Regions from separate parts of the Zea mays genome. Here all the other regions are linked to region 3. Evidence: chromatin contacts called from public Hi-C data. All regions are on one chromosome and are shown on one strand. The core of a region is the stretch at or near the end of the contact, and the rest is flanking DNA. Distances in the headings are between cores, read along the strand shown. Region 1 holds the start of LOC100284697. Region 2 holds the start of LOC103626617 (protein CHLOROPLAST IMPORT APPARATUS 2). Region 3 holds the start of LOC100273715.

What was found. A called contact is a pair of places that touch in the nucleus more often than the background predicts.
Region 1: a contact with region 3 is called in a Hi-C map of ear, with 2.3 times the contacts expected there. The contact joins the promoter of LOC100284697 here to the promoter of LOC100273715 in region 3. A contact is called at or near these places in 2 of 25 Hi-C or Micro-C datasets (ear and tassel).
Region 2: a contact with region 3 is called in a Hi-C map of leaf, with 2.7 times the contacts expected there. The contact joins the promoter of LOC103626617 here to the promoter of LOC100273715 in region 3. A contact is called at or near these places in 3 of 25 Hi-C or Micro-C datasets (bundle sheath, ear and leaf).

The regions. Positions count from the first base shown.
Region 1 is chr5:81,152,058-81,156,064 of Zm-B73-REFERENCE-NAM-5.0, forward strand. LOC100284697 reads left to right here and starts at 2,721. Exons shown (of 5, transcript NM_001157592.2): 1 at 2,721-2,931.
Region 2 is chr5:81,911,145-81,915,040 of Zm-B73-REFERENCE-NAM-5.0, forward strand. LOC103626617 (protein CHLOROPLAST IMPORT APPARATUS 2) reads left to right here and starts at 1,351. Exons shown (of 3, transcript XM_008647021.3): 1 at 1,351-3,150. The coding sequence starts at 1,924.
Region 3 is chr5:81,579,466-81,582,963 of Zm-B73-REFERENCE-NAM-5.0, forward strand. It overlaps LOC100273715, which reads left to right and starts at 2,126. Exons shown (of 12, transcript NM_001349926.1): 1 at 2,126-2,542; 2 at 2,940-3,144; 3 at 3,263-3,309. The coding sequence starts at 2,498. LOC118471950 reads right to left here and starts at 1,916. Exons shown (of 6, transcript XM_035958885.1): 1 at 1,900-1,916; 2 at 1,449-1,473; 3 at 335-942; 4 at 1-108. The coding sequence starts at 1,916.

The DNA of each region.
Region 1 (4,007 bases), core at 1,471-3,970, 430 kb before region 3:
GGAGCTTTGTTTTAGTCAAAGGAAAAGCATTTGAAACAGGGGAAGAAATTTCAAATCTTGAAAATGCTTCTCGAAATCTTATTCATATACCTTTGACTATTTGCAAAAGACTTTGAAAAGAATTTCCAAAACATTTGCAAAATCAAAACATGTGGTGCAAGCGTGGTCCAAATTGTTAAAATGAAGAAAGCAATCCATGCATATCTTATAAAATGTAAATTGGTTTAATTCCATGCAACCTTTGCACTTACCTTATGCAAACTAGTTCAATTCTGCACTTTTATTTGCTTTGGTTTGTGTTGGCATCAATCACCAAAAAGTGGGAGATTGAAAGGGAAATAAGGTCAAACCTTTTCCTAAATGATTTTGGTGGTTGAATTGCCCAACACAAATAATTGGACTAACTAATTTGCTCTAGATTATAAGTTCTACAAGTGCCAAAGGTTCAACACAAACCAATAAAAAGTCCAAGATAGGGTTCAAAAGAAAGGAGCAAAAGAAAACCAAAGGCTGCCCTGGTCTGGCGCACCGGACTGTCCGGTGTGCCACCGGATAGTGTCCGATGCACCAGGGTAGATCAACTCGAACTTGCCACCTTCGGGTTTCTGGAAATGCCACTCCGCTATAATTCACCGGAATGTTCGGTGTGCCATGCGGAGTAACGACTACAACACCAACAGTCGTCTGCAAAAGTGAACAGTGAAGCTACAGTGCGCGGACAACGCGCGCAGAGTCAGAGCAGGCGCCAGAAGGCGCACTGGACAGTGAACAGTGACTGTCCGGTGCACCACCAGACTGTCCGGTGGCCCCACATGTCAGAGCTCCAACGGTCGAACCCTAACGGTTGGGTAACGTGGCTGGCGCACCGGACTGTCCGGTGCACCCGTCGACATCAGCCTTCCCCAACGGCCATTTTGGTGGGTGGGGCTATAAATACCCCCCAACCACCACACTTCAAGGCATCCAAGTTTTCAGCCAACACATTCAATACAAGAGCTAGTGCATTCAATACAAGACACAATTAGAGTGAATCAAAATCTCTCCAAGTCCCAATTCCACTCAAAGCAATAGTGACTACAAGAGAGAGTTTTGTCCGTGTTCTTTGAGCTCTTGCGCTTGGATCGCTTTTCTTCTTCCCCATTTCTTGTTCTCAAGACCTTTGTAATCAAAGCAAGAGACACCAATTGTGTGGTGGTCCTTGTGGGGACTAAGTGTTCCAATTGATTGAGAAGAAAAGCTCACTCGGTCTAAGTGACCGTTTGAGAGAGGGAAAGGGTTGAAAGAGACCCGATCTTTGTGACCACATCAATGGGGAGTAGGTTTGCAAGAACCGAACCTCGGTAAAACAAATCACCATGTCACACTCTTCATTTGCTTGTGATTTGTTTTCGCCCTCTCTTTCGGACTCGACTTTATTTCTAACACTAACCCCGGTTTGTAGATTGTGCTTAAAGTTTGTTAATTTCAGATTTGCCTATTCACCCCCCCTCTAGGCGACTTTCATCCACACACTAGGTTTTAGGGTTTTCATGTGAGGTTGTGAAAAGCTCTTTATGCGAGGAAAAATATTTCATAAGTAAACATGTCAGTCATGTCAGCTAGATCAAGTGGATATTGTGAATTATGAACTTTGAGTCTGTGAACTTGTGATCTTTATGAACTTGTTATACTGTGAACTTGTTATATTGTGAACTTGTGATCTTTGTAAACTTTTTATATTATAAATTTGTGATCCTTGTGAACTTGTTATATTGCGAACTTGTTATATCATGAATTGTGAACTTGTGGTCTTTGTGATCTTTTGTCAACTTTGTTGTATTATGAAGTTTGATATGTTTATCGATCGTATTTTAGATTTCGACCGTTACCGGTGTATTTTCCGCACCAAACTTTCGTTTCCGATGTTTCCGAAATACCGATATCGTTTCCGTTTCCGGAGTTACCGTTTTCGATTTTGTTTCCGATAAAAAATATGAAAACGGTAATGATTTTAGTGTTTACCGACCGTTTCATCCCTACAGGTACGTCAACCGTGACGTGACTAGGGATGACAACGATATATACTTATTCGGTAGTACCATTCCATATTCATATCTATTAAAAAAATTATATCCATCACCCCATATATGCTTGCAGATATAAAATCTTATGCATACCCGTAACCGTGCGAGTAATTTTTTCCGTCGGGTAAGTCGTACCCACTAGGAAAAGTCTTAAATTCCAATATATCAATCACGCAAAATATTAAATAAATATACAAAAACAAGTTCAACTTTACATATAACAAATCATATGATTAAATAACTTAGTCGCTAGATAAATGATAGTTAGAGAAGTGTTTTATTTTAGCTAAGATGAGCTCTATTAGATGGTTATAATAGCATTGATATAAATATATTTTATCCATGAGTATACGAGTATGAACAGTACTAACCCATATATATGACGGATAGAAGTTTTTGCTCGTTAATATACTCGCGGATAGAAAAAATCATGTCGTACACGTCTCCATTCGTGGCTTGGTGCCCGCTGCCGCGGCGGCGCCGCAGATACGGGGAAAGAAAACGAAAAGGCCCAGCACGTGCGACGCACGCCGGCCCATTTAAAAACGAGCCAGGCCCACCGCGCAGCGCAAGAGTGAGACGGATCGCACGAAACGAAACCAAACCCTACCGGTCGCACGGAGCCACGCACGGAGCACGTCCGTCCCCCGACCCGAGGAAGCGAGGAAGAGGAACGGGTCGAGCCGCGCCCCGCCTCCGTCGGAACCCTTTATAACCGCCTCCCCCAAACCCTCCCTTCCTTCCTTTCCCCGCTCTTCTCCCACACAAACGCCACCGCCGCATCGAATCCGAGACGCCGATCTCGGATTCGCCGTCACCACACGCTGCCCTCGTCGCGCTCTCCCGCCGCCGCCGCTCGTCTCGTCAGGTAACGGCCGGCGTTCCCCCAGATCTGTCTCTCCTCTCTTGCTGCCCGTGAGCTGTGTTTCGCATGGTCCTGTCGCCCGCCTGCCCGCTCGCCCCCTCCCCGCCGCTCGATCTGGCCGCGGTATTCGTTCTGTGGGCGCCCTGATCTGCCCGCCTGCGTCGCGGTCGGATCTAGGCCGGTTCGGGCGAGGAGCCGGTTGTTCCCAACGTGGAGGCGCGACGAAGGTCGCGGTTTGCTATGCCTGGGCGTGTGGGAGAGACGTTTCTCGGTCGAATTTTGTTGTTGCCCTACTCTAATCAGCACGGGTTCGCAGGATTGTGTCTTTTTCTTCTGTTTTTGGGTGATCGGTAAGTTTCGGCTCCGCAACATATCCTTGTACGTGCTTCGAGCCTCTCATTCCACCAGATGTGCGTGCTTGTGGTACTGTTTGTTTGTTGCTGGTGCTGAGAAAGTTAGGGGCATCAAATGACCAAGGCATTTCGGTTATTGTGTGCTTAACTGCGCGTGGTGTCGTCTCTGTTCTGCGATTGTCAATCTTGTCCATTAAGTTGTGGAATCATTGTTCCGTCCTTCAGGTCACCCTGTTTGGTTGGTTGGTATGTCATGGCTTTCCATCCATATGTAATGGGAGTTGTATATGTTTCCAGTTAGCCTTTTTTTTGGTGGCTTGTACTTGCGCTGGGCTCAGTCTTTTAGTTATGCACCACTTTATAAGTACTAGTGCATTTTAGGGACCCCTATATCTAAGGCTGTCTCCAGCAACATCCTCTATATCCATCCTCTATATCCGTCCTTTACAGTCTCCTCTACAAGATTTTATCCTCTATATTTCCTTCCTCTCCAACAATGTCCTCTAAATCACGTCCTCTATACGTAAATACCTATATTAGAGACATTTTTTATTTTTTATTTTTATACATACGTATTTGTCATACTCTTAAATGTATTGTAAATGTTTTAGTTTTGCTAAACCGGTTATTTAAAGTATTCAAGTGGATAGAGGACCGTTTAGAGAAACTCTATATATAGAGAATCCAGCAGCGTTCTCTAAATTTAGAGGACCGTTTAGAGGACGC
Region 2 (3,896 bases), core at 101-2,600, 330 kb after region 3:
ATCGCAGACATGGATCAGGACAAGGGTGTGGTACTTGACAATTCACCAACAAGGAAAAAACATATGCATGGGGGGAAACACTAAGCTTCAAAGGTTTGCTTTTCATACAGCACAAGAGAGGCATAGCGACAAGCTGTGTTAGTCCAAAAGAGATTGCCATTAAGTAATGCTTATCCCCATGTTTCATTGGGCACTGCCGTCTCTAGAAAAAAAATATCATTAATCCATAGCGTGCATGCTTACAAGGAGACAACCAAGAAACAAAATTCCAATTAAGTTCTTTAAAAATACCAATGCCGTGAGATCAAAGCATTTGGAAGAGAGTGAAATTTGACCCGTCGGCGAGTCCTAACGAATTGTTGTGGAGAAACGGTACGCTATACATTCATGTATCTACCGCGTTCAGTCAAGATAACATACGAATAGAGGATCATGAATCGTTACCACCGATGTTTAGCGCGGCAGAAGAAGATAGCACAACGATATAGTGGAAGCAGTCGGCACTTCCTCGTGTACCAGCAGCAGCGACACATTTACCCATGCTCTCATGTTCATTGTTGATCAACACTGCAACAATATTAGTAGCATATCTATGGTATCCATCCGTAAACGCTACCCGCTGGTGTGTTAGCATCGCGTAGAAAAAGAGTAGAAAAAGAGGCGATGACAGCTAGGAGTCTCTCTCTTGTAGCATGTCGGTCTCCTTCGTATATAAACCCTTGCTAATGGACTATTTAGTCCATTGACATTCTCATGATCATTATTGCTTCTTACACCTATATAGTCAACAATCGTCAAAGTATTTCTTACAATTTTCACCAGCTGCGACCATCTCTTAGTGTGTATAATTCATTTTTTCCCTCCTTTTCTCCACACATTGGCATCTATCTTTGCTTAAACAAATGTGTGAATCACACATACGGTTCTTGCTACTACCAGGTGCCTTACTTTGTGAGACAGACTTGCAGTAGTTGGCTGGCATACACATACAAATAAAAACATCTTCAGTCATCCAGTGAGCTTCCTCAAAACAAAACAAAAATGGGGAGGATGGTGAATGTTGGGAGGTAGGGCAAATTGGTCTCATTTGTCCGTCTGCAAATCTCAGATGACCAAGCAAAGCAATCCCAACGACACATGTGCAAGGATGAATAAAGAGCACATATATGACTCGGAGAAGAAGGGCTGCCCAAAACGCTAGCTGTGGGGGGCCTGGAATGGCATGGGTCCCTCAGGGCAGCAGGAGACAGAAGAGAAAGGGACATGGTGAGTGAGAGGGTGGCTTGTCTCATCCTGTGGCTGTGGCCATCCTCCATGCCCAGGCCCTCTAAAACCCCACCCTGTACCGCCTTCGCTTGAACCCTTTCTTCCTCCTCATCCCCCAAGCCCCAACCAGCTCCAATTCCCCCCCCCCCCCCCCCCCCCCATACAATATCTTTTCTCTCTCATCCTCCAAAGGACCAAGAAGTACCATTTCTGCTCTCTCCATTCGTCTCCAATCCCAACACAGCTTCTCAATTCAGTTCAGGGAATTCTCCCTTTTCTTTTGTTTTGCTCTAGTGCTCTTGGCTGTTTACTCCGCTTCTTATCCTCTTCTCTCCACAGAAGAGGAGTGCATGTGCAGCAGCTGTAAAGACAGTATTTTTTTTTCACCTCATCTTCTCCCAAGGTGTTGTTGGTGCCCCAGGTGGAGGCAACTGCCAAAGTGTTTGGGTTTCTTGAATGTTAGGCTTTTTTGGGGAGGAGGAAAGGGCTTGATCGATTAGGTTGTTCAGCCATTCTTGCCCCAGTGTTCTTGGATTCATGGTCGTGGAATTAATCCAAGGGTAGCTGGAGGCTGGAGCTGCTCCATTTCCCTTCCGAGAAAACGAAGGCGAAGGCGATCGTTTGAACGGTTACAGCTGTTGCCGTTGAGCCGGTGCAATGTCGTCTTCCTGCATGCCGACGGGCCTGCGGCTGGACCTGGACATGGTGAAGGCGGCGGCGTCGCCGGGCGCGCACTCGTCGCCGCTGCGCCCGGTGCACTCGTCGCCGTCGTCGACGCTGTCGGAGGCGTCCAACGCGTCGTCGTCGGCGACGTCCGTGTCGCTGAAGCGGGCGCGCGCGCCGCGGAAGCGGCCGAACCAGGCGTACAACGAGGCCGCCGCGCTGCTGGCGTCCATCCACCCCTCCGTCTTCCCCGTCAAGAAGAGCCCCAAGACGGCGCCGCCGCGCCCGCCGTCGTCGCGGCAGCTCTCCGGGCTCGCGGCGGCGCTCGACGCCTCCTCCTCCGACCTCCTCCCGCCGCTCCCCGTCCTCGCCGACTCCGCATTCCTGCTCCGAGACATACCCGCGCCGTCGCCGCTGCCGCAGCCGCAGAGCCCGTCCGCCGCCAAGAACTGCTCGTCGCCGGCCCCCGTGAGCAGCGCGTTCCGGGACTTCCGCGACCCGGCGCCGTCGCCGGCGAGCCCCGACACCGTCGACGTCAACGAGCTCGGCGAGATCGACTTCGACGACGACGGCTTCGACGCCGAGTCCATCCTCGACGTCGAGGAGGCCGCGGCCGCGGCCGAGGGCCTCGACGGCATCATGGGCAGCCTCACCGTCGAGAGCAACAGCACCGCCGCCACCACGTCCGATGACTCCATCCTGTCCAGCTCCGGCATCCACCCCTACCTCAGGAGCCTCATGGTGGTCGGCCTCGCCGGCAGGTTCGAGCTCGGCCTCGGGTCCCGGCACGGCGCTCGGCCCAACCTCAACCGCGCACTGAAGCGGCGGGACGACGATGGCGCCTGGTGGATGTGGCCGGCAGTGCCGGTAAAGGACCTAACGGTTGCACCACCGACACCGCCGGCGTCAAACGCCGCAGTGTCACAGCCACAGCCCGCCGCCGCTCCGGAGAAGAACAAAAGCAAGAAGAAGAAGGTGGTGAAGGTGGAGAAGGTCATGATGGGGGCGAAGGGAAAAGAGGAGCTGCTTCCCAGCGCGAAATGCAAGGAGGAGGAAGCTGATGGCGACGGCGACGCTGAAAGCGCGCCGGTGAAGGCGCCAAAGACCGGGCTGGGGCTGAAGCTGGACGCCGACGAGGTGCTCAAGGCGTGGTCCGACAGAGGGTCCATGTTTGCCGAGGGAAGCGCGCCGGAGTCGCCGACATCGGTCGCCGAAGCGCGGGTAAGTGTAACAATTGGGTACCGTCTGCATGCATCTCCAGTGTTCTTTCGTTTAAAAATTTGGATTTCTAAACAAATTTTAGATGTATAGTAAAAACCACGCATAGAAAATTTGAAGCAATCTATAATTTGCGGTGACAAGGCTCGCAGTGGTAAAAAAATCTGGAATTGTGAATTGCTTCCTTCGAACAAGTAAACCAGAGGGACTGTTTATCTAAATGGATGGTCCCTCGCATAAAGTACTGTGCAGTACTGCACTGCTACGTATCAGCGAGTACACGTCTTTTTCAGAACATCAGCGGTACTGCAGTAACCCGTAGAAAAAAAAGTTATCGAGATAAAATATTGAGTTTTTTATTTACCGGGGAAGAAAATATAGAAAATAGTGAACCTTAGACGCTTAGAGTATGTCGGATAGTCTTTATAAATTTCACTTTCTAAATTATCATTTGGAGAGTTATTTACATAAAAATCACTTTGTATATCTTTTTAGTCTCCAACATCTTTTCTATATGTTGTTTATATTTCCAATCTTCAACAGCTTTTCTATACATTGTTTGCGCTCTAGAGAGTCATTCATATTTTCTATCTTTATCGTGAGAAATCTGGAACAAAAGAAGACTATATTTGGATAGCCATTTAAATAAGTTGTTGGATGATATTTAAAAAAAAACTCTATTCATAAGGAAGAATATAGATAGTCTCTTGACGTTGCTCTTAGGTCTCAGCAAGAACAATTTTTCAAAT
Region 3 (3,498 bases), core at 876-3,375:
AGCATATCCCACTTATCAACAAACTCAGGATATTGTCTCTCATCATCATCAGGTGCAGCAACTACTTCTATTGGTTCAACCTCATCATTTGGAATAATATGATTTATCCTATTTCATAGGAAATAACGACTTTAAGAACTCATATAGTAGCCAACAATTATAGAGAGTAGAGGGTTATGCTCCTTGCCTGGAGGAGACTGTTGCTGCTGTCAAGAATTTGAGCGCGAGCAGGGCCTCTGGATCCGGTCGCCTCCACTGCTCGCGGATTCCTCCCTCCCCGCGGCTGACTTCCTCCCTCCCTCCCGGTCGCCTCCAACTGCTCGCGGATTCCTACCTCCCGGCGGCGGCTGGCTTCTTCCCTCCCGGCAGGGCGCCCCCACGAAGCAGCCTGTGACCGGAGGCACGGGGCAGCAGCAGGTCCTTGCGGTGGAATTGGAGCACGGGGCAACAGCAGGTCCTTGCGGTGGAATTGGAGCACGGGGCAGCAGCAGGTCCTGGCTTCTTCCCTACGGGCAGGGCGCCCCCACGAAGCAGTTCGCGGTGGAATTGGAGCTCGGGATTGGAGGGATTTGGCTTGGAGCTCCCCCCGACGTGGCTGCTGCCAAGCCGTTGAAGACGCAGGTCGCAGCGCCGGTGAACTGCTCGACGGCTGGCTTCTTCCCTCCCGGCGGCGGCTGGCTTCTTCCCTCCCGGCAGGGCGCCCCCACGAAGCAGCCTGTGGCCGGAGGCACGGAACCGCACCGCCGATCCGTCGGCCAGGCGCCGCGACGCGTCCGTAGATGCGAACCAGAGAGAGGGAGAGCTGGAGTCGGGCGTTGGGAGGAAGAGGAGATGCGGCTGCAGTGGAATTTTGCAGTGGGCCCGCCCTGTAAGGCACGTTAGAATGGACGGAGACGGCGACCAGGTGGATTGCTGAGCAAAAGGAACTAGCGTTGGGCAGAACTGAGGAGGAATAAAAATTAAGGGTAGCAATGAGCAGTGGTGCACAACTAAGGGGACCAATGTAAAAAACCCTTTGGTGATTAGGGATTTCAAGGGGATCCATGGGAAGGAATCCCCTTGTAATTCAATTTTGAATAGTAAGAGGATTTTTTCCCCTCGGAATCCCGGATCACTAAATCAGCCATTAGTGGCCTTCATCAAACTGAACGATTTTTATAGTTCATATCTACAACAGGTTTTTGTAGTCCCTAACCAAACAAACCCTTTGTCTATGAGTCGCAATGAAGGCCGAGTCAGGCTGATACCTGATTGTTTTCATCAGGTCGTGTATAATTTGAAATTTGTGTGCTGAAAGAAAAAGAAGGATTTTTAAAATCTGTCTTTAGTCTAACGTACTCTCTAGTAGTAATGGCTAATGGATAAAACTTTTAATTTTACGGGCACTTGACTTGGGTTGGGTTCGAGTATACTGCATTTCGCGGGTAGTATACTACAATTTTGTGTACCTGATAATTTGGGTATTTGATATACCTGAATTCACAGGAAACCAGCAAACTCGCAAAGTTTTCACAGAATCTAAGCAAACAATTTGTATATAATTTTAGCAATCCTGAGGAGTCGAGGAAGTATTTATTCCATAGTTATATCAAACAAAGGCTAAGCTAAATCAATTACGATGTGATTACATCATTACATAACATTTATATTGCCATTAAAGTCATCTGAACCATTTTAGCAATCCTGGGTCATCTGAATATATCATAGAGCATATACTAGCAAATAAAAAGCTATAAGTAATCTTTCTGATATAAAGTAACCTTTCTCTTTTTTTTTTTCTGAAATCGAATTATATTTTAAGATTTTTAATTGAATAGTACTTGCTGTCCATTTTGTGACTGACGTGTGACGTGATGTCTAATTCAGTATTTTGTGACTGGCGTGATATGTCAAAATTACCGTTCAAAACTGATCATGTTATTGCAACAAGCGGCTTTTTTAAAACTTGTTGACGGTTAAAAATTCGGTTTTCTAGAATCGAACTGCCGCGAAAGTTAGAGGTTCAAATGGACATTTTCCAATTACATTCACCCGTTCAGTCAGGATGGAAGGCTTATAGTACATTCCTCCTTCTGGGCCGTACCGCGCGGACCTTCAAAGCCTGTATCATGCTGCATCTTCCTTCCCTGGGGCCAGCCTCGTCAACTCCGCTTCCGGTTCTGGCCCATTGGCGTTGCTTCACATCGACGCGCCTGCGCCGCCGGTCCGCCGCGCCTTCCCCTCCCTTCTCCCCCGCGTGCCCTCCTATTCCTTCTCTGCGGCGGCGTGGGGAGCTGCATCTGCCTTCGTCTGGAGGAGTGGGAAGAAGCGCTGCCGAAGGGGTGATTTACGAAGCCAGAGAGCGGCTGGGAGCAAGAGTGCCTGGGACTGGGAGTTGAAGCTAGAGAGGCTAGTTGCTTGTTTGGTGCGCTGCCAAACCGCCCTCAACATCTGACCCGTCTCTCCCTCACTTCCACGGTTCCAGCGAGCGGCGCAACCGCGCAACTGAGCAGCTAGCATGGGGGACGAAGAAGATGATCCTGACTGGCTCCGCGCGTTTCAGGTACCAACTCGCTTCATCTCCCTCCTCTGCCACATCTCCACTTGAGGTCTCCATGGCTAAATCGTGGCATCTGCGGCGTTAAGCAAGTTTTCCTCCTCTTGGAGCAAAATCTTTTGTTCCGGATGCAAGATGCCACCTCTTGCCTTAGATTTCCACTTCACTTCTAAATCCCGCCCTTGAACCTCTAGCGAAATAGGTCAGAGCTCAGGCTGCAGTGCGCTAACTAAACCCTGGAATTCTGAATTTCGGTTTGCTTGTGGTGGGGAAAAAAAATCAGCTTCTGCCTTAAGCTTTCCAGAATTGTTTTTTTGTTCCAAAACCTATACTTCAGAGTTCAGATAGCTATTATGTAGCAGTTACCACTTATCATATGGATTCAAACATTTTTTGGGAGCAGGCACCAACTGTGGCACCTGTGATGCTTTCTTCTGGTTCAGATACCTCCCCTGAAGCTAGTCCTACAAGAACCAGTACATCTAGAAAACAAAACAAGGGAGAGAAGCACGCTAGTCCAGATCATGCACGTGATAGAGATGGTGCTTCACAAAATAAAAACAAAATCTCAGCAGCTACTAGAAGAAAAAACCTTGTCAGTAAAAAAGGTAGAACTAACGTACCTGCTTTTTTTTAGTACTATAAAGATTCTGAGGCACGACTGCTTAAGGTCTTGATCCGTATTTGTCACATGGTTGCTTATTGATTCTTTTGACAAATATGCAGAGGGGTCAACTATGGATGAAAAACAAGCTAATACTCCTAGACGCTTGGTATGGATTTTGAGTGTTGTTTTAGATTCCCTGTCTCCGATTCATGATATCTTGGTAACTAGGCTGGTATTGTGTTGTTGATTTATCCAATAAAAACGATAACATAGCACTATGTAATTCCTACTGTACTATTAGAGACTTGGGCTACTAGTTTGGCCATCAATGAGACTGCAGGTGTCATTTTATTGT